Regions from separate parts of the Salmo salar genome. Here region 1 is linked to region 2. The links are chromatin contacts, called in public Hi-C maps. All regions are on one chromosome and are shown on one strand. The core of a region is the stretch at or near the end of the contact, and the rest is flanking DNA. Distances in the headings are between cores, read along the strand shown. Region 1 overlaps LOC106561694 (netrin-4). Region 2 holds the start of LOC106561682 (small nuclear ribonucleoprotein F).

Region 1 (4,723 bases), core at 1,680-4,179, 77 kb before region 2:
TGTAATGAACACTATAAGAGATGAGAGTTACTGTAATGAACATGATAAGAGATGAGAGTTACTGTAATGAACACTATACGAGATGGGTTACTGTAATGACATCAGCATTTATTGAATCCTCTGGAAAACCAATTGCTCATCTATGATGTTGATTCTTGTAAAAAGGAAAAATATAATCTCTAAACATCTACATTCGTTACCAGAAGGATTTCAATGACATAAAAAGTGCTGTGAGTTAAAGGCTTTCCAATAAAGGCTTTCAGTTTCAAGGACTTTGGTCTTATGTAAGTTGCAGATGGATTACGGTCAATCAGTTGTTTCTAGGATCTGCTGAGTTTTCGGTGTCCTCCTCTACCCTTCTGCTCTACAGGAAGGTGAGGTGTACGCAATCGAGACGTTTGGCAGCACTGGGAGAGGAGCTGTTCACGGTGACATGGACTGCTCGCATTACATGAAAAACTTCAACGTTGGACACGTGCCAATAAGGTCGGTCGCTCAGTTCGGTCGGAGCTCACTGAGTGCGAGCCTCACCTGATTTTAATGCTGAATGATGATACTGAACATCGATGCTAAGTAGAAATCTATACTGTAGATGTCATTCTGTTCACCATCGAGGGCGAATGACCCTGTTCAGTCCAATCCCTTCCAACGTGCTGATTCTTACAGTATAAACCTGAACTGAATACTACTGTACTAATAAAACAATGAACCCATAAACTACAGACAAAAATTAGCCAGCTGGCTAAATATGGCATATTTACAGAAATGTTGATCATTGTGGATTATCCCACTGCACTGCTCTCATAATCCTTACTGCACTGCAAACACCATCCTTATCTCTCTCCCCTCCTCCCCTCTGTGTCCCCGCCTCCTCCCATTGTGCTGTCACAGGCTCCCCAGAGCTAAGCATCTGCTCAATGTGATCAATGAGAACTTCGGGACGTTGGCGTTCTGCCGCCGCTGGTTGGACCGGCAGGGAGAGAGCAAGTACCTGATGGCCCTGAAGAACCTGTGTGATCTGGGCATCATAGACCCGTACCCTCCGCTCTGTGACACCAAGGGCTCCTACACTGCCCAATACGAACACACCATCCTTCTCAGGCCCACCTGTAAGGAAGTGGTGAGCAGGGGTGATGACTACTGAGTACGTTTCCCTGGGCCAGCTGGCCTCGAACCAGGAAGAACAGGAAGAGAAAGAATGAGAGAAGATAAATCAGGGTCATGTTCATTGGATGCCATAACACCGCTCTATTCAACACATGCAAATTCCACTCCGTTTATGTCCCTTTAATAACGTTTCTTATTGGACAAGTCTAGGTAGTCCTTCTGTGTTTCCGTGCATTTTTCTTTCAGTTTGGTGCCTAATGAACACGATCCCTGAAATATGTCCTCGACTGATGATAACATTTATGCAACGTTATTATTGTGATGTAATTTTAAGTTGCTTGAATCCTACCTTCTGCACCTACCTTCAAGTGTTTTAGCAAGAGACCGTTAATTATTACTTAACATATGTATTAATATAAGTATTATTTCAAAGGATTAAGCCAATAAATAAGGGCATATAAAAAGCAAGAACTATAATCGTCATTTTCTTTATTATACTTACTTGATTCCTGTATTGCTTATTTAGAATTAAATGAAATATGCAAAATGACTCCCTATGTTTTGGGTGGACACCTCAATGTATTATTTAATAATTCAAAGCATATTCAATGCCTTGAAAATAACCTGTGATTTGACTATAATAATGCTATGAAATTATTTATATTTCTATATTTTGTTTCTCTGTCCCTATTTATTTTGAGGTGATTTTTAAAAAAATTAATAAATTGAATTGTTGCACATCTTAAACCTGTTTTTGTTTATTGTATTCGTGTTTGAATGTAAAGTGATCATGCCAAAGCCAACGATTCAAATTGCGGAGTAGAAGTGTTCTATTCTCACTTTTAACCAAAGGAGGGCGATATTATTACATTCATAAAGTATGTACTCCAGTGGTTTCAGTGGCAAAACAACTAACAGGAATACACATTCAAATTGAGCTTCAAAGATGTACTGAACCATGTCAGAAAGGAATTCCTACAACATGTAGAACAATAAACCATTGACTTATTTATTAGCCGTAATGCATACATGCATGTCAGGTATCACATATAGACAGACAGACGTCCCTTTAAAAGGTGGAGTTCATGGATTCCACATGATATCTGTGCATTTGCCATCAAATGCAAATTGTAGCTCATTTATGTAAATCTAAGGAAAATGTAAGATGTAAACAAATCAGGTAGCCTAGTGATTAGAGCGTTGGGCCAGTAACCGCAAGGTTCGAATCCCTGAGCTGACAAGGTAAAAATCTGTTGTTCTGCCCCTGAACAAGGTAGTTAACCCACTGTTCCTAGGCTGTCATTGTAAAATAAGAATATGTTCTTAAATGACTTGCCTAGTTAAATAAAAAAATATGTATTTTTTTTTTATAACAACTAATACTTACAGTATGTAGCTAAGTAGGACATACAGCTGATATGATTATGATAATATGTTACATGTCCCTTTTCATTCATGATCTCATACCTCTGCTCCATCCACCACTTGCAAATTCCTTTAATAAAGTCTTTGGGACAAAGGGCGAAGCAGTCGGATGATGCCACAGTGCAGGAATGCATCATGTCTCTTCAGCCAGGCCAGCAGCTACTGACCTAGCTACTCCTTAGGCAGTGTTTACACAGGCAGCCCAATATGCTGACCTTAATCAGATCAAATCTGAAAAACAATATTAGAATTGGTCTGCCTGTGTAAACGCAGCCTTTGAGACAGCAACACAGACCTATTCTTAACCAGGGCTCTGTTCAAAAGTAGTGCACTATGTAGGGAATAGGGCTCTGGTCAAAAGTAGTGCACTATGTAGGGAATAGGGTTCCATTTGGGAAGCAAGCTAGGTCTGGGTCAAATATGTACTGAGCCTCTCCAGATCTGACACAGTGACGTCAATTCATCCCTTCCTTTCTTAGCTAAGTAGCTCATGTTTATTTTGGGATTCATGGAATGTTGGGTTTGTTTACTAATGAGAGAAACACACATGGGGTTATTTTCTGTCTTCCCTAACAACAACAACCTGATATAGAGTGGAATCGGCGCTGCAGTGAAGGATAAAGTCATGTTCCTGAGCGGTGCAGTGGTCTAAAGCACAGTGCAAGAGGTGTCACTACAGTCCCTGGTTCAAATCCAGTACCATAGGGTGGTGCACAATTGGCACAGTGTTGTCTGGGGTAGGCTGTCATTGTAAATAAGAATTTGTTCCTAACTGACTTGCCCAGTTAAATAAATGAAAGTAAACTCAGTTCACCATTCTAAATCTGAGTACAGAGACATCTCCTTGCCACATGATTCATTCCTTGTGCTGCAGTGAACCATGTGATTAAATCACACTCACACCCAATAAATAGAGGTGTATTTACCCATCTGTATAAGGTGTTCAGAGTTTACCTACCTATTTTAGTTTTTTTTACCACTATATCCCTGAGTGCAATAGAAGTGAAGACACCAAACCATGTGAGTAAGTAGACCTCATTGTGACATGTTTTGACATAACTAACCTGACAAAGAGCCATTGAAATCAGACTGAGAGTGAGGGAATACGTGAAGTCAGTTAAATTCTAACTGAGAGCGTCTTCAGTGCTTTAGTCCCAGAGGGATCCAGACAGACATGCTCTTTTCTGTTCTCTCTCTACTCTTCTGCCGTTCCAGGAGAAACTACCTGTTAAGGCCTGCTCAGTCCCTTCGAGCCAAGGACAGTAAGTTTGTGGACACACACACACACACACACACACACACACACACACACACACACACACACACACACACACACACACACACACACACACACACAGATAAAAATGATGATGCTTTTGCAGGTTTACTGCCAATGACTCCAGGAACTGAGGATACAAACGTCAGGACTCCAAAATAAAACCTTGGCTAGATCAGAACGCTAATCATAGAACATTAAGATCTCGGTCATTTGATAGACAGTATGATAAAACATTCATTAATAATATCCTTTTGGTTCTATATTTGGCTTTGTTTCAACTATAGTCTGAGACAAATCTAAAGTGGATTTAAAAACCAGCCCAGTAGTATGTCTTTGGGACTGGAACATTCAGGATCAGAATGAGAAGTCAGATCAATCAATAAATCTTCCTCATACAGTAAACCTTCACTCAGGATATCTGGTCTTCCCTTTGGAAACTTATTTTCCTCTTCCTATAAAAAAGGAGATGACAGTCTGTACTCTGTCTCTGTGCAGCTGCCTGTCATCATATTATATAATCCAATATATACCACTAAGCAGACTCACACGTTTAACCAAAGTGACTTGCAATACAGTGAGTGCATACATTTTTGTTTAGGATCCCTGCAGGAATTGAACCCACAACCTCAGTGTTGCCAGAGCCATGCTCTTTCCAACTGAGCCACACAGTGCCATTCAGCACAGAACACTATCCGTCCTGCCGTGGAGGTCATCGTTTCAGAAATGTGTTCCGTGGGTCTCTGGATGAAACAGGCAAATGAGGCCCTGAATGGCAAAAGAGTTCTGCTTTCCCCATATTGCCCGATCTGTGGCTGTATCCCCATGTCCAGCCCACATTCGTCCAAAAATACACTCTCACACGTCTTTATATTCGGCTCATCGTCCTTCTCATGCAATCCACCAAAACATGGA
Region 2 (4,423 bases), core at 19-2,518:
TCCTTATAGGACACATCACTGCACTCTATACTTCTCTGTAACCCCGTCGCAAGACCCACTGGTTGATGCTTATTTATAAAACCCTCTAAGGCCTCATTCCCGCCCTATCTGAGATACCTACTGCAGCCCTCATCCTCCACATACAACACCCGTTCTGCCAGTCACATTCTATTAAAGGTCACCAAAGCACACACATCCCTGGGTCGCTCCTCTTTTCAGTTCGCTGCAACTAGCGACTGGAACGAGCTGCAACAAACACTCAAACTGGACAGTTTTATCTCCATCTCTTCATTCAAAGACTCAATCATGGACACTCTTACTGACAGTTGTGACTGCTTCGCGTGATGTATTGTTGTCTCTACCTTCTTGCCTTTGTGCTCTTGTCTGTGCCCAATAATGTTTGTACCGTGTTTTGTGCTGCTGCCATGTTGTGTTGCTACCATGTTGTTGTCATGTGGTGTTGCTACCATGCTGTGTTGTCATGTGTTGCTGCCATGTTATGCTGTTGTCTTAGGTCTCTCTTTCTCATGATGTGTGTTTTGTCCTATATTTTTTATTTTTAATCCCGGCCCCATCAGGAGGCCTTTTGCCTTTTGGTAGGCCGTCATTGTAAATAAGAATTCGTTCTTAACTGATTTGCCTAGTATAAAGGTTAAATAAATACAATAGAGCCTTCCACAATGCAGGCCATGGCTGCCGGAGGAGGTTGGTGAAGAGCAACTGCAGAAACTTGCTGTCGACTGCAGTCAAAACTCCATTACCTTTGATCTCTTGATTTTTATCAAGTTCATGCAGGTAGACACGTTTGCATGGGACAAACAAAAACACCTTAATCATCAAGTCGGACAATTTCTATCCCCATAATGCAACACACTTTGAAAGCTGGGGATTGACAAAAGTGATCCGCTCGAAAACGGCCAGAGACATAGAGAGAGAATTTGATCTATCTTGTGTCAAAAATCCCATGACATTCACAATGAACTACAGTACAGCAATAGCACAAGCAACAATCTGCAGTGAATTTAAATGTACATTTAAATAAACATTCTAAAATTACCAACATTCTTTAGACTACTATGTGGCTGCCAATATCGATTATCATAATATAATTTACATCTTTAAAAGGAGATTCAAGTTTCCATAAAAGTTTCTCTTATGTTATTCAAATCACTCACAATGGTTGGGAGTGTTGGCTACTTCAATCCATTTGAGAACATTACCTCCTAGTGGTCACAACTCAAACTGCAACTGCTGTTGTCTAGCCCGGCGAGCAAGAGAGACTATATTATAAAATTCCCGTCTGTTTTTCTCTCCGGTTCTGTGGCCAATCAGGATGAACAATTACAAAAACTGAACCAATCACAGTGCTGTTTTGTACGGATCAGAGTTCAGAGTTCACCACTACTTCCTGTATCCAATAACGGCGTGCAATCGTCGTTGAAGCTCACACAGAATCAAAATGGTAAATATTCTAGACTATATTATGAGGTGTTTGATGAGGATTGGTAATATATGTAGTGAACGTCCAGGCATATCATAGCTAACTACTCAAATTAAAGTTATCATAAATTCGCATTATGCGCCTTTGTTGTGATTATCCAACTTGCTAGCTACGGTAGCTAGTTAGGGTGGTAAGATGTACTTTGTTGTGCTTTGCACTGCATGTGAAAGGCTAGTTTGATTATCTAGGTAGCTAGCTGTGAGATGCAGCTGTAATGTGTTTGGGTCCTGGATGCTGGTTGTCTGAACAGCCGTGGGATATTTAAGCAATAAGGCCCGAGGAGATGTGGCATATAGCCGATATGCCACGGCCTTATTTCTATTATAAACTGGCTACCAACGTAATTAGAACTGTAAAAATAAATGTTTTGTCATACCTGTTATAAACATTATAAACTGAGTGGTTCGGGCCCTGATTACTGATTGGCTGACAGCCGTGGTATATTTAAGCAATAAGGCCCGAGGAGGTGTGGTATATGATCAATATAGCACGGCTAAGGGCTGTTCTTATGCACGACGCAACGAGTAGTGCCTGGATACAGCCCTTAGTCGTGATATATTAGCCATATATCACAAACCCCAGAGGTGCCTTATTGCTATTATAAACTGGTTACCAATGTAATTAGAGAAGTAAAAATAAACGTTTTGTCATACCCATGGTATACAGTCTGATATACAATGGCTGTCAGCCAATCACCATTCAGGGCTCAAACCACCCAGTTTATAACAGACCATATACCGTGGGTATGACAAATGTGTATCTAATGCTCAAATTACATTGGTAACCAGTTTATAATAGCAATACGGCACCTCAGGGGTTTGTGATATATTACCAATATACCACGGCTAAGGGCTGTATCCAGGCACTCCTCGTTGCGTCGTGGGGAAGAACAGTCCTTAGCCGTGGTATATTGGCCATATACCACATCCCCTCGTGCCTTATTGCTTAAATATAACCAGTTAATTATCGTTAATATTATGACTATAATATAATTAGGCAATAAGGCCCGAGGAGGTGTGATATATGGCCAATATACCACATCAAAGAACTTTGTCACATGCGCCGAATACAACAGGTGTAGAAATGCTTACTTACAAGCCCTTAACCAACAGTGCAGTTCACGAAAGAGTTAAGAAAATATTTACCAAATAAACTACCGTAATTTCCGGACTATTAAGCGCACCTGAATATAAGCCGCACCCACTGAATTTTAAAAAAGATATAATTTTGAACATAAATAAGCCGCACATGTCTATAAGCCGCAGGTGCCTACCGGTACATTGAAACAAATTAACTTTACACAGGCTTTAACGAAACACGGCTTGTAACAAAAATAAATAGGCTTTAACGAAACACGGCTTGTAACAAAAAATAACAAATTAGCAGTAAGCTTTAGTTGTCTTTCTGCACTGAGTCAATTCCTCACGCTGCTGTTTCCAACGTCTTATCATTGACTCATTAAGACCAAGCTCCCGTGCAGCAGCTCTATTTCCTTTTCCAACAGCCAGATCAATCGCCTTGAAAGCTGCATCATATGCATTTCTCCGTGTCTTTGCCATGATGAGGGTGACAAAATGACTACCGTAATCAGAATGATGGGAAGTTTAAAAGCGCTCGATTTAATCTAAACAGTAAACAAAAAAGTTGTTTGACCTTAACCCGTTCGGCAATTTCATTGGTCTAATGAAAGCTTCATGCCGCCAAAAAACTGAGCACGTCACACAATGTGGTTTTTTTTGGGGGGGGGGAGAAAAAAAATTGAAAGCGGGAAAAATCCATATTAGCCGCGAGGTTCAAAACTGGGAAAAAAGTTGCGGTTTATAGTTCGGAATTTACGGTAAAGTACAAAAAAATTGAAAAAGGCTATATACAGCGGGTACCAGTACAGAGTCAATGTGCGATGTACAGGTTAGTCGAGGTAATTTGCAGCCACAACTGTCAGTAAAAATGTCCATGATGCATACATAATAACAGCAAGTGTAAAAACAAAGGGGGGGTCAATGTAAATAGTTAGGGTGGCCATTTGATTAATTGTTCAGCAGTCTTATGGCTTGGAGGTAGAAGCTGTTAAGGAGCCTTTTAGTCCTAGACTTGGCGCTACAGTACCGCTCGCCATACCAGTTGGTGATGCAACCGGTCAGGATGCTCTCGATGGTGCAGCTGTAGAACTTTGAGGATCTGGGGACCCATGCCAAATCTTTTCAGTCTCCTGTTGTCGTACACTATTCACAACTGTCTTGGTGTGTTTGGACCATGATAATGCATTGGTGATGTGAGGGAGAGGTTGTTGTCCTGGTACCACACTGCCAGGTATCTGACCTCCTCCCTATATGCTGTCGGTGATCAGACACTGTTGTGTCGTCAGCAAACTTAATGATGGTGTTGGAGTCGTGTTTGGCCACGCAGTCGTGGCTGAACAAGGAATACAGGAGGGGACACATTTATTTTATTTATTTAACTAGGAAAGTCAGTTAAGAACAAATTCTTATTTTCAATGACAGCCTAATGTTTAACCTTGTTCAGGGGCAGAACGACAGATTTTGTACCTTGTCAGCTCGGGGATTTGATCTTGTAACCTTTCGGTTACTAGTCCAACGCTCTAACCACTAGGCTACGCTGCCGCCTTCTAAGCACACACCCCTGAGGGGCACCAGTGTTGAGGATCAGCATGGCAGACGTGTTTTTGCCTACCCTTACCACCTGGGGGTGGCCCATCAGTAAGTCCAGGATCCAGTTGCAGAGGGAGGTGTTTAGTCCCAGGGTCCTTAGCTTAGTGATGAGCTTTGTGGGCACTATGGTGTTGAACGCTGAGCTGTAGTCAATGAACAACATTCTCATATAGGTGTTCCTTTTGACCAATAACATGTTTTTTGATAATGGCACATGTGAATGTGATTTCAGAGTTTACCACTGAATCCCAAA

The links. Hi-C and Micro-C count contacts between places; a contact is called where the count stands out from the background.
Region 1: a contact with region 2 is called in a Hi-C map of muscle, with 6 times the contacts expected there. The contact joins the enhancer-like site here to the promoter of LOC106561682 in region 2. A contact is called at or near these places in 2 of 3 Hi-C or Micro-C datasets (gill and muscle).

The regions. Positions count from the first base shown.
Region 1 is chrssa10:117,573,142-117,577,864 of Ssal_v3.1, reverse strand. LOC106561694 (netrin-4) reads right to left here. Exons shown (of 11, transcript XM_045688490.1): 11 at 2,103-4,723. It overlaps LOC106561684 (methionine aminopeptidase 2), which reads left to right. Exons shown (of 11, transcript XM_014125867.2): 10 at 371-486; 11 at 892-1,854. The coding sequence ends at 1,144. Among protein-coding and RNA genes, the nearest start is that of LOC106561684, 22 kb to the left of the region's middle. Within about 2 kb of position 2,929, at least 1 of the 13 cell types and tissues checked has an H3K27ac peak or open chromatin away from gene starts, as enhancers often do. A contact at or near this core is called in muscle, where this site is marked.
Region 2 is chrssa10:117,495,053-117,499,475 of Ssal_v3.1, reverse strand. LOC106561682 (small nuclear ribonucleoprotein F) reads left to right here and starts at 1,268. Exons shown (of 4, transcript XM_014125865.2): 1 at 1,268-1,462; 2 at 4,403-4,423. The coding sequence starts at 1,460.